2 separate regions of the Rattus norvegicus genome follow, and region 1 is linked to region 2. The links are chromatin contacts, called in public Hi-C maps. All regions are on one chromosome and are shown on one strand. The core of a region is the stretch at or near the end of the contact, and the rest is flanking DNA. Distances in the headings are between cores, read along the strand shown.

Evidence for each region. A called contact is a pair of places that touch in the nucleus more often than the background predicts.
Region 1: a Hi-C map of Schwann cells shows a contact between it and region 2, with 2.2 times the contacts expected there. The contact joins the promoter of Cep120 here to the enhancer-like site in region 2.

Annotation. Positions count from the first base shown.
Region 1 is chr18:49,384,466-49,389,634 of GRCr8, forward strand. It overlaps Cep120 (centrosomal protein 120), which reads right to left and starts at 3,778. Exons shown (of 21, transcript NM_001191697.1): 1 at 3,681-3,778; 2 at 3,476-3,541. The coding sequence starts at 3,524. It overlaps LOC134483022 (a long non-coding RNA gene), which reads left to right and starts at 1,692. Exons shown (of 2, transcript XR_010059821.1): 1 at 1,692-1,739; 2 at 2,572-2,725.
Region 2 is chr18:49,349,565-49,354,598 of GRCr8, forward strand. It overlaps Cep120 (centrosomal protein 120), which reads right to left. Exons shown (of 21, transcript NM_001191697.1): 16 at 4,942-5,034; 17 at 2,693-2,854. Among named protein-coding and RNA genes, the nearest start is that of Cep120, 36 kb to the right of the region's middle. Within about 2 kb of position 1,582, at least 14 of the 93 cell types and tissues checked have an H3K27ac peak or open chromatin away from gene starts, as enhancers often do. A contact at or near this core is called in Schwann cells, where this site is marked.

The sequences.
Region 1 (5,169 bases), core at 2,528-5,027, 37 kb after region 2:
CCTAACCATCTTGCACTGAGGCAATCAGTTTGGCTTTCACTCTGCTGAGGGGATCATAGAGAAGAGAATTTTAACCACTGTTAAGTACACAACACACACACACACACACACACACACACACACACACACACACACACCGTTCTTGGTTAGGAATTAAATGGGTAGAAAAGACCAAATTTGTTGAGATGGTGGTGCACATTGATAAGCCCAACGCTTGCGAAGTGGTAGCCAAGAGCCTGGATGACGAGAGCCCAAAACCAACCCTAACCACCGTCCGTCAGCAGAAGAGGCTGGAAAGGAACTGCACCGTGTGAAAAGCACTGCAACAGGACACACACTGCGCCACTGCTGTGACCCAAAAGACAACCACCCTGTGACAAACTTCCCATCAAAGAGAAAGTAAAACTGGGGTGCCCAGGTAAGGGACAAAATATTACCAAAAGATTGTCCAGGGAGGACTCCATGAACACCACCCAAACCAAGAGAGGCAACCATTGTAGCATTCAGTTCACCTTGAGAATTTCAACAATCAGTCACAAAATAAATGCTCTGGTTTTAAAGAAGAAAGAAAAGGCCTCTAATCGCAACCTTAAGAATGTCAGGTGAGGGACTAGAGAGCCGTTTAGAAGAGGCTTGCTGTGCAATCGTGAGGACTGGAGTTTGGAGTAGCAAGCCAGGCATCCTGTGATGTAACTGCAGCTCCCAGGGCATCATCTGTGAGACACCAGGATCACTGTGGTAGGTTGGCTCCCAGCTTCAGGGGGAACAGGCAGAGTGGCTGAGGAGGTGACCAAAGCTGGCATCTGGTCTCTCAAGCCATGGACATGTGCATACACTCACACAGACACACAACTAAATAAATCAATCTGAAAAACGTCCCTTAACAATGTCAGCCTGAGGCTCTTTAAACTCTGTGCTGGTTAATTTTTTGTTTGGTTAGTTGTTCTTGTTTTTTTTGTTGTTGTTGTATTTTGCCACTTGGGGAAGCTGGAGTCATCTAGGATGAGGGGCCGTCAATGGAGGAAATGCCTCCCTCTGATTGGCTTGTAGGTAAGTAAGTCTGTGGGTCATTTACTGATTAATGATAGTTGTGGGCTATACCACCCCTGGGCAGGCGGTCTGTATAGTGTAAAGGAAAGCAGGCTGAGGAAGCCATGGAAAGCAAACCAGTAAGCATAATCGGCCCTCCGTGGACAGCTTCCCTCCGTGGACAGCTTCAGTACCTGCTCTGACTTCCCCCGGTGCTGATCCGTAATTGGGATATAGGATGTGATAACCCTTCCCTCCCCGGGCTGCCTTGTCTTTATCACAGGTCCTTTAATAAGGGACATTTCTAGAAATGTAGTTAAGAAATGACAAGTAGCTCAATGTGAGCAGAGTCCTGGGGACATATGAAACCTAAAGGGGGGGGGGGGCAGGAGTTCTTAACAGGCTAAGAGTGTAGAACTCTGAAAAAATGAAGACAGTATCTATGGATCAGAAAGATCACTGCCAGGTAGTCCAGGGCAGCAGCTATTTCTGGAAAGGAAGGAAATGATAGGAAGACAGACAGAGATCATTACTGCAGGTCAGGTGACAGTGAAGGTTTGAACCCAGGCACGCAGTGGAGACCGTGTGTGTAATGCGACCATTTGGGAGACGGGGATGGAAGGCGGAATAGAGAATGGTGAGGAATCCTAGGTGCCCAGGTTGATGTAAACACTGCCAGAGCTGGGGAGAGGACGGCATGCCAGTTTTAGGTGTGTTTGTACTAACAACCTAACCAAAATCCCTGATTCCTGGTTCTATTTCCTGAATATAACTCTTAAACCAAACACCAGTAAAGTTCATTTTTCTAAGTAGGACTATAGGCACAAATGCTTTTCTTAGAATAACACCCTCCTTGGCTTCCAAGGTCCTCCAAAGTCGATTCACTCTGGTTCTTTCTGACCAAGTACAATATTCCCAAATATTGTACCTTCCTCTTGTGCCTTCCTTCCACTCCAATTATTCTGGCTTCTCTGGTCACCAGAAATGACTTTCTTCTACCCTTGTCTGTCTAGTGCTCAAGAAAGAAGCTACTTCAATCACTACTCCTACTGCCAAACCCACGTTTATGGTCTACATCACACAGTTATTATAGTGTAGCCTAACATATAGTGTCTTACACCATAATTTGTTTATCCCAAGTAAACAGACCCCAGTATCTAGGAAGGCAGGAAATCACATTTTTTTCCATAGAGAAGGGCCCAGTTCTAAATTTAACAGCCTCTATCAACCAATTAGAAGATTATTTGAGTCTTGTGGGGTTTGGTTTATTTGGGAGTTTTTTTATTTGTTTGTTCAGTGGGGTGCAGCAAATCATTAGTAGACCAGGTTGGCCTTGACCTCACAGGGATTAGCCTTCTCTCAGCCACTCAAGTGCTGGGATTAAAGGCCTGAGCTACCACTTCCTGCACAATCCTGTGTTTTTAAGCAATAAAGAAACAATTATTATTGTCCCTATTGTTTAATAGCCTCTGGTCAATTTCTTATTCCAAAACTCAGAAGCTATTTTTACACTGTATTTCTTTTTTCCCTTTTCTCAAACAGGATCAGACTTCTCCCAAGGGGAGAAGGGCTGAACCAACACCCGTGGTTTAAACTCTCATAACTGACAACCTGCTCTAGTTTACGAAACAACCTCACTTGGTCCCCACTCAGCTAACGACGATGAATCGAAGCAACATTTGCTGAATGAAGCTGAGAGCAAAGCATGTCTTTTTTCCCACATCTTCAGTGCTTTATGCGGCTCAACAGACCATCTGAAAAGCCTCTGTCATCTGACCCATTCCTAATTAGCTTCAAGATCCACATAACTGCCAACTCCTCAGGAAAGCATTCCCCAAAAAGGGTGGTCATCCCAGCATGACCCACTGCCCACTTTACTTACTCTCTAAGCTTCCAGACCTAGAGTCATCTGCATTGCCAGCACAGCACCTGACGTTCAGTAAGTCCCCGATAAACTCACTCAACAAACATGCAAGGATCATTTAACACCCCAACCACGGTAGTCCCCTAGGTAGGCCATCAAGACATGTGAAGGGAACAGTCTCGGCAATACATCTGAAATGGTACAAAGCCTGTATTAAAGTCAATGGCAAAGTTCTTACAAATGGTATTAGCGGGGACTGCTGAACAGAAGGTGCTTTGCAGGCACTTTTAGCTCATATATAAAAGCCATCGACAGGCTGCTTCTGATGGAAATCGTTTTTTCTACATTCTCTGGGGCTACGGCTAGTCACGCTAAATATCACTTATCCCTAATAGCACTCACGCTCCCCGGAGAGATGTTTAAATCAATTGCCTAACAGACCTCGCTCCATGCAACTGAACAAGTCTTCGGGGACCACAAAGGCAGAGATGACAGGGTTCGTAAGGTTAACAAAGCCTCGGTCACACATTACTCTGCTGAGGTTCGGGAAGCAGCAGTTGCAAAAAACCCGAGGCCGCTCACCTTCGAGGATGGATACGACGATGAGCAGCTGGTCGGACTTGGGGACCATGGTCGTGGCGGCGGGGTCTGCAGGAAAGAGGCCGAGTGAGGGGCGCAGGCCGGCCCCGCTCCCCAGGCCGCCGCCCAGGCCCTAACCCAGCCCCGACTCGATGAAGGCTGCTCCGCTGCCTGGCCCTGCTCCCCAACAAGCCCGCCGCCCCGGCACCTTTTGCCGCCTGCTAAGCCGCTATTCAAACGCCCGGGCAGCCGCAGCGGACGCCGCCGCGCCCCGCTTCCGCCTAGCAACCAGGCCCGCGGGCCGAGAGCCCGGGGGAGGTTGGAGGACAAAGGGCGATAGAGACCAGGGCGGTCGAGGATAGAACGCCCATCAGCCGGCTTCACCTCCCGCCCTTTGACGCTCTTTCCAAGAGCCCTGGGAAAACACGACAGCATTAGCCCGCAGCGCCGCCTGCTGGTCGCATGCGGAAAGGCAGGAGACTTGAACCATCACTATCCTCCCGCCCCCGTCTCAGGCTGCGCAAGCGCACCGTAGCTCTAAACGCTTCCCGGTTCTGTGTAGTTTTTCTCTTTAAATGAGTAGGAGGGCAGTGTGTTTTGAGGGTTTTGCTCGGCGGTAATCTGAGAAATAAAGCAATAGCGTTTTTAATGCTAGTTCTCAGGCATCTGAGACCGAACGTATTGTCACGAAAAAAAATAATGGCCTGAGTGTGAACCGCTCATGCTCATCACTTCAACTGTTGGTCCTATGAAAACAAGTAGCGTCAATGCGGTAGTTACTGTAACTGCTGGCGCTGACGTAATCTCTCCCAGATTAAGCAATACTTTAGAAACGTCTCTAAAAAGAGGGGGAGAGAGGAAAAACACATTGTCACGTGGGCGAGAATATTTAAAGGAGTAGGTTCTATGCAGACATAGTAAATTTGCAAATCAAGGCCAAAAGTTAACGAGGGGAAAGTGCCGTGAACCCACATTTCCCCTTCCGATTTCAAACTTTGGGGGACGGGGGAGATAACATGGATTTTGAAGATTATCTAACTAAAAAGCGAATCGGTTGGAGCCGTCGTGGACACTGTTAGCGTTAAAATTTGCAAGAATTCCGCCCGGAAAGTCAAAAGTAACAGATAATACGGCAAAAAATAAACTAGCTGAAGTGAGGTCTCAGGAGGTAGAGGACTAAGTGTGCTAACACCTGCTGCTTTCTTGCTCTGTAAACCTAGAAGATGTTTTGAGTGCAATAATAATTCGATCTCTGAGCCCTGCTGCTGTCTTCTACACTGTTCTTTCTCTTCTTTGTCTCCAAAAGAAAAGGATATGGAGACTGAGCTAGATTACCTGTAAAGCCCTTCAGGGATCCGGAGAGTTTTACCTGAAATGTGGTATTCATATAAAGCTAAAATGACGTTCAGTTTTGTGTGCGTTGTTGAGCGCTGTGCTCTTTTGTGGTGGATATCTAAAAGTAAGAAGAATCACAGCTGGCTTATGTGAAAAGCAGTTTTTTGTTTTTTGTTTTTTTTTTTTACCAAGGTGTTATATTAAATGCTAGTTACTTTTACATGAATACTTTTACATGATAATTCTTTTACATGAATAATCTCATGACTTAATCGCTATAAAAACTGACCTTCTATAATTTATAGTTTTTATTTAAAACATACACTTATTTTCCTTGAGGATTTCCATCAAGGCTGAAAACC
Region 2 (5,034 bases), core at 332-2,831:
TGTGAGTTGCGTGGATGGTCCTGAAGAAGCATCAGCATCTTTAGAAGAAGCTGCCCCCAATATAAAAAGTTTCCACATAATTCATTTTCCAAAACCAGCAAAAACCATTTGGAAATGATCTTGCTTGTAAAAATACATTTGTTTTGTGTGCATGATGTACGTGTTTGTATGTGTATACATACGTGTAGAGGCCAGAGGTCAACATTAGCATCTTTTTCAACTCTTTTCCAACTTACACTGTGAAAGAGGTCTTTTATTGAACCTGCAGCTCTCACAGACTGACTAGCTGGGCTGGATAGCAGTGAGGGGCCCTCCTGTCTCCCTCCCTGCACTGGGATTATAGTGCATTGTCACCGTGCCCAGCTTTTGACAAGGGTGCGTGGCATCCCAACTCAGGTCCACATGTTTGCCTGGCAAACACTCTCTCTGACCAAGACATGTTCCTAGTCTCCACTTTTATATTTTAAACAAAAAATGTACTAATAGTAAGTGCATCTGGTTCTTCACCACTCGAGGACATCATCCCAAGCAACTACAGCTGTCACATTGCAATTGTAGAGATACGGGCTTCGAGGGCAGAGGACAGTCCCTGGGAGGGAGGCCATCATCACTGCCATGACCCAGAGCTCTGGTGCCTGCTCTCACTTGAACACAAATAGGTTTACCTTCTTCACTTCTCTTTATGCTTAACTGTCTCTTCTACCAGTCTAACTGAAATGCCACATTTAATATATGCAACCACGTCAACATAATGACCCCAAATTTCCCTTACGCATTTCCCATGAGCAAATTGGATAATTCAGAAACTGGTGAAGTTTCTCCCCTGATAAAAACTGAGCTTAAAGAATAAAGATGTGCCTTCAATAATTTTTCCAAGTTACCAATTTTCACACCGAGACTCTTGTACAGGAGAACTGTGAGTCAGTGGCACCATCTTGGGGTGGACTGACAGAGTACATGACAGAGAGTGGGCCCAGCGTGTGCGCCAAGCACTCTCTCGACTGCTGCTGCTGCTTTTGCTCTAGGCACCCAAACCTTGAACTGGAAGAACACTAATACTGGTGGACCCCATGACAAACATCCACTTTTATATGGTGAGAAAGACCCTCGGTAACAACCAAATGAACAATGTGGGCGAGAGCCCTGAGCTACAATTGTAAACTTCATGACAGGGGGCCCTGTAGCATTCATCATACACATCTAATCCACACTGAAATTTTTCGAGAAAGAAGTTGCATTTTTAACAGCCTGATCTTTCCCTCCCTTTTCTACAAATATTCATTGAGTTCCTATCACTGCCGACAGCAGGCTGGACTCCAGGACAGAACTATAAACAACGAGGGTTTTATGGAGCAACAATCTGAGACTGATTAAGTGATCACTAAATGAAAAAAAACTGGCACGTTGTAAAGAAAAGGAGCAAGAAAGCGATATTCCAGGAGTACATTTAACATAAGCTTGAAAATATTATTTGGGTAAGTGATATTTTACTGTAAGTAAAGGAAGGACTCAGAATACACAGGGCCCATGGAAAACAGAACACAATGAGGTCTTGTGGGAAAGGCTGCCATGGCTTAGCTGAGCCATAAAAATGTGCCCTGAGGGCTGCCCGACTGGATTCTGAGCAGCCCAGACGGAACATAGAGAATAGTGAGTAACGGCCGGGGGTTATCTGGGAAGGCAGTCTAGCAGCACGGACCTACTGTGCTGTTGAGGCTGGTTTGTGTGGGCTTTATCCAGGAACTCAATAACCAAAGGCGGGGTAGAAACCCCAGGCCAGGATTTCAATAATTTTCTACTACAAGGCAGAGGTGCAGAGTGGGGATGACATCAGACAGACAGACAGACAGATGGGTAGAGGTTCGTGATCCTCATCGTTCCCTATAAACGGTGAGATGGCAGTAGTAGGTTTCAAGTGTGTTATGCTTCCCAATTTTCAAAACTACCCTGCTGCACCATAAGTTCAGATGGCCATCACTGACATATATGACACTGTGCACTGTGTGTGCCAAGTGGGGCTGGAGAGGCTGCCGCTGAAGCATGAACTCGGCAAGAATAACGGGAAGACATACTGGTTTAAAGCGCCTTAAACATGTCCAGGTAAGGTGAAGGACTCAAAGCAGCAATCTGACATGGAAGACGAGTGCAGAGAAAGGTCTTGAATATAAATGTGGAGCAAGCTGAAAGCCTAGTGCCTAGAAAGAAGGCTGCAGACAGCACAGGAGGCCTGAGGGTGGAGGAAGGTAGGGCAGTAACAGCAAGAGAGGTTCTGCGAGACCAGCAACAACAGACCCAGCCATGAGGGGACTGTAACAACTGCATACAGGTGTGGGCATATGAAGGGACCGTGATGAACAAGAGGACAGCAGAACTCTGCTTTCAAAATGCAGGTTCTGGAAAGCACTGAACTGTTTTAGAACACTTAAGGCATTAGTGTCCTAATGGATGTCAACATTGTTAAAAAGAGATTTACTGAAAAAAACTCTTTAATTTTAAGTTACCTGGAATGAACATTTCACAAAAATGGTTCTAAGAATAAGAAAATTATACTAACACAGTCCTTGGCTTTAACTTTTGAAAAAACGAAATCCAACTTCAGTTGGACTCTCTGGGCAGTGACTACAGCAGTCCAAATCACAGTGGTGTCAGCACTTCACAGTGAAGCATTTCTAGAAGTAGACAGTTCTAGCACCTGCTGCTGAAGGCGGTGTTTGTCCTCTTCCAGCTGCTTCAGCTTCAGCCTCTCCAGCTCCACTTGGTGCACGCAGTCGTCTCTGGCCCTTCGGACAGAGTCCTGCAGCTCTTGAAGGTTCCGCTCTCGTTCTAACTGCAGTTCCTTTCTCTCTCTTTGAAGCTGAAAAGAAAAGCACATTAGGTGGCTAGCTTATCACCACCAGCATAGTCCACCTTAGATCAGTCAGCATTCAAAACAGTACATACTGAGCTGGGGAGACAGTTCAGTCCATAAAGTAGCTGTCGTATAGCAACACTGACCCAAGCAAGGCTCCCAGCACCCACAGAAGAGCACAGTTGCTGGAGTACACAGTATTAAGTCTGTATCATTCAACTGTTAATGCTGTACCCACAGAGAGCTGAGTACCCAGTGACTTTGGTATTGTCATTCTTATGTCTCATCAACCACCTCAGTATGCTGTAAATAATTATACCTTCCTCACTTGCCGATTGGTTTAATGAAGAGCTGATGGCCAATAGCTGGGCAAGAAAGGTGGGACTTCCAGTCTGAGAGAGGGCCTCTGGGAGAAGAATCAGAGGCAGGAGGATTCACCAGCAGAACATGGAGGCCGAGAAAGCTGGACGTACCAGAGAAAGAGGGGTAACGGAGACATGGACTAGTATGGTAGGTTAACTAAGCAGATGAGCTAGCTGGGAGGTAGCCTAAGCTATAATAAAATTAATAAGTCTCCATGTTATTCTCCTGGTGGGTCCAAGAAATCCCACTACATTTGGCACCCAATGTGTGGCAAGAAATCCAAGCTTAGAACACTATTCAGGTATTAGGCACCCCACCTCCACTCTACACAGTGGTGCCCACTACCAGTGCTGGGGAGGAAGAGACAGGAGTTCTATAGCAAGTCCAGTCTGCTTGATGAGCGCTAAGCTAATGAGACCTTGTTTCAAATAGTTGATGGTATTCCTTAGAATGCCTCAAGGCTGTCCTCTAGCCTCCAACAGCATGTGCACACAAGTGCCCATGCATGTCAAATGAATGCATATAAAACAAAGAATATCTGTAAACTTGCTTCACGTACTCTTTAGTTATTAGACTTAAATGTTTATGTATATTTTCAATCACTCAATGGTAATTACAATTACAATATATAATTATTATAGAAAAATCTACACAACCACAACTTACATAAATTCAGTTAAAAAAACACTTAAAACACTTATTTTTAATATATAAAAATGTGACTGAGTTTACTCCCTCAACTAGAAGTTTCTAATCTCTGCCTAACTATTTAGAACGGTGGTTATCAACCTGTGGGTGGTGACCTCTTTGGGGGTGGGAGGGTGTGTGTCAAATGACCCTTACACAGGGGCCACCAAAGATTATCAGAAAACAAAGGTATTTACATTATAATTCATAACAGTGGCAGAATTACAGTTATGAAGTAGCAAATTTTATCGTTGGGGGTCACCACATATGAGAAACTTAGTAAAGGGCTGAAGCATTAGGAAGGTTGAGAACCACTGATGTAGAAGAAAGATTTAAACTGACAGACACACTGAACTTAATAAAAACCTCCAGAAATGTAACACTGGTAAGGTCAGAATAAGGTTTACTGATGAAATCTTAAGAAACATTATGGTTAGAGAAGGGACATATAAATTTAATATGAAAAAGTATAGTTACTTTATGTTTTATATACTTACAAGTTTAGGTGTATTACGCATGTCTATTTTATAGAAAAGGCCTAGGTACAGTCTAGTTAAGACCAAATGTACTGCTGACTATGTGTAATGCTAAACTTCCACATTGCCTTGGACTCCAGTCTTTTCTACTTGTTCTTCTCTGTAGCCAGGTTGTTCTGTAACTAGTTACGTAGCTCAGGCTGGCTCCAGACTCATGATCCTCCTGACTCTGCTTCCTGAATATTAGGATTATAGGTACTTGGGATCGAACCTTCAATGAATAAAAGGGATATTCAGGCTTTTATGGCCCTGAACATGCCCCAGCTTCTCTTTTCTAGGCAGTGAAAATAACCATTCTTTACTCGGAATGAAGTTAAAACAAAACCACACTTGGAGAAGTGAGCAAAACTGCCTGAGTGACACTGACTTTCTGCTGAATCAGAACTTGCTGTACCAGCTCAGCGGCAGCTGTCCCCACGTGTAGCATGGGGAAATGCAGTTTCCATGCAGTGCAGACCACATAACGCACAGGACAAGTGAGAAAGGGCATGAAGAGATGTTGGGTACCTCTGTCTCTGCAGTGACAAGCTGCTGCTCTCGGCTCTCGAGCTCCGTTAGGGCTTGTTGAAGTTTGCCTTCTAGAATACTGTACTCAGCTAC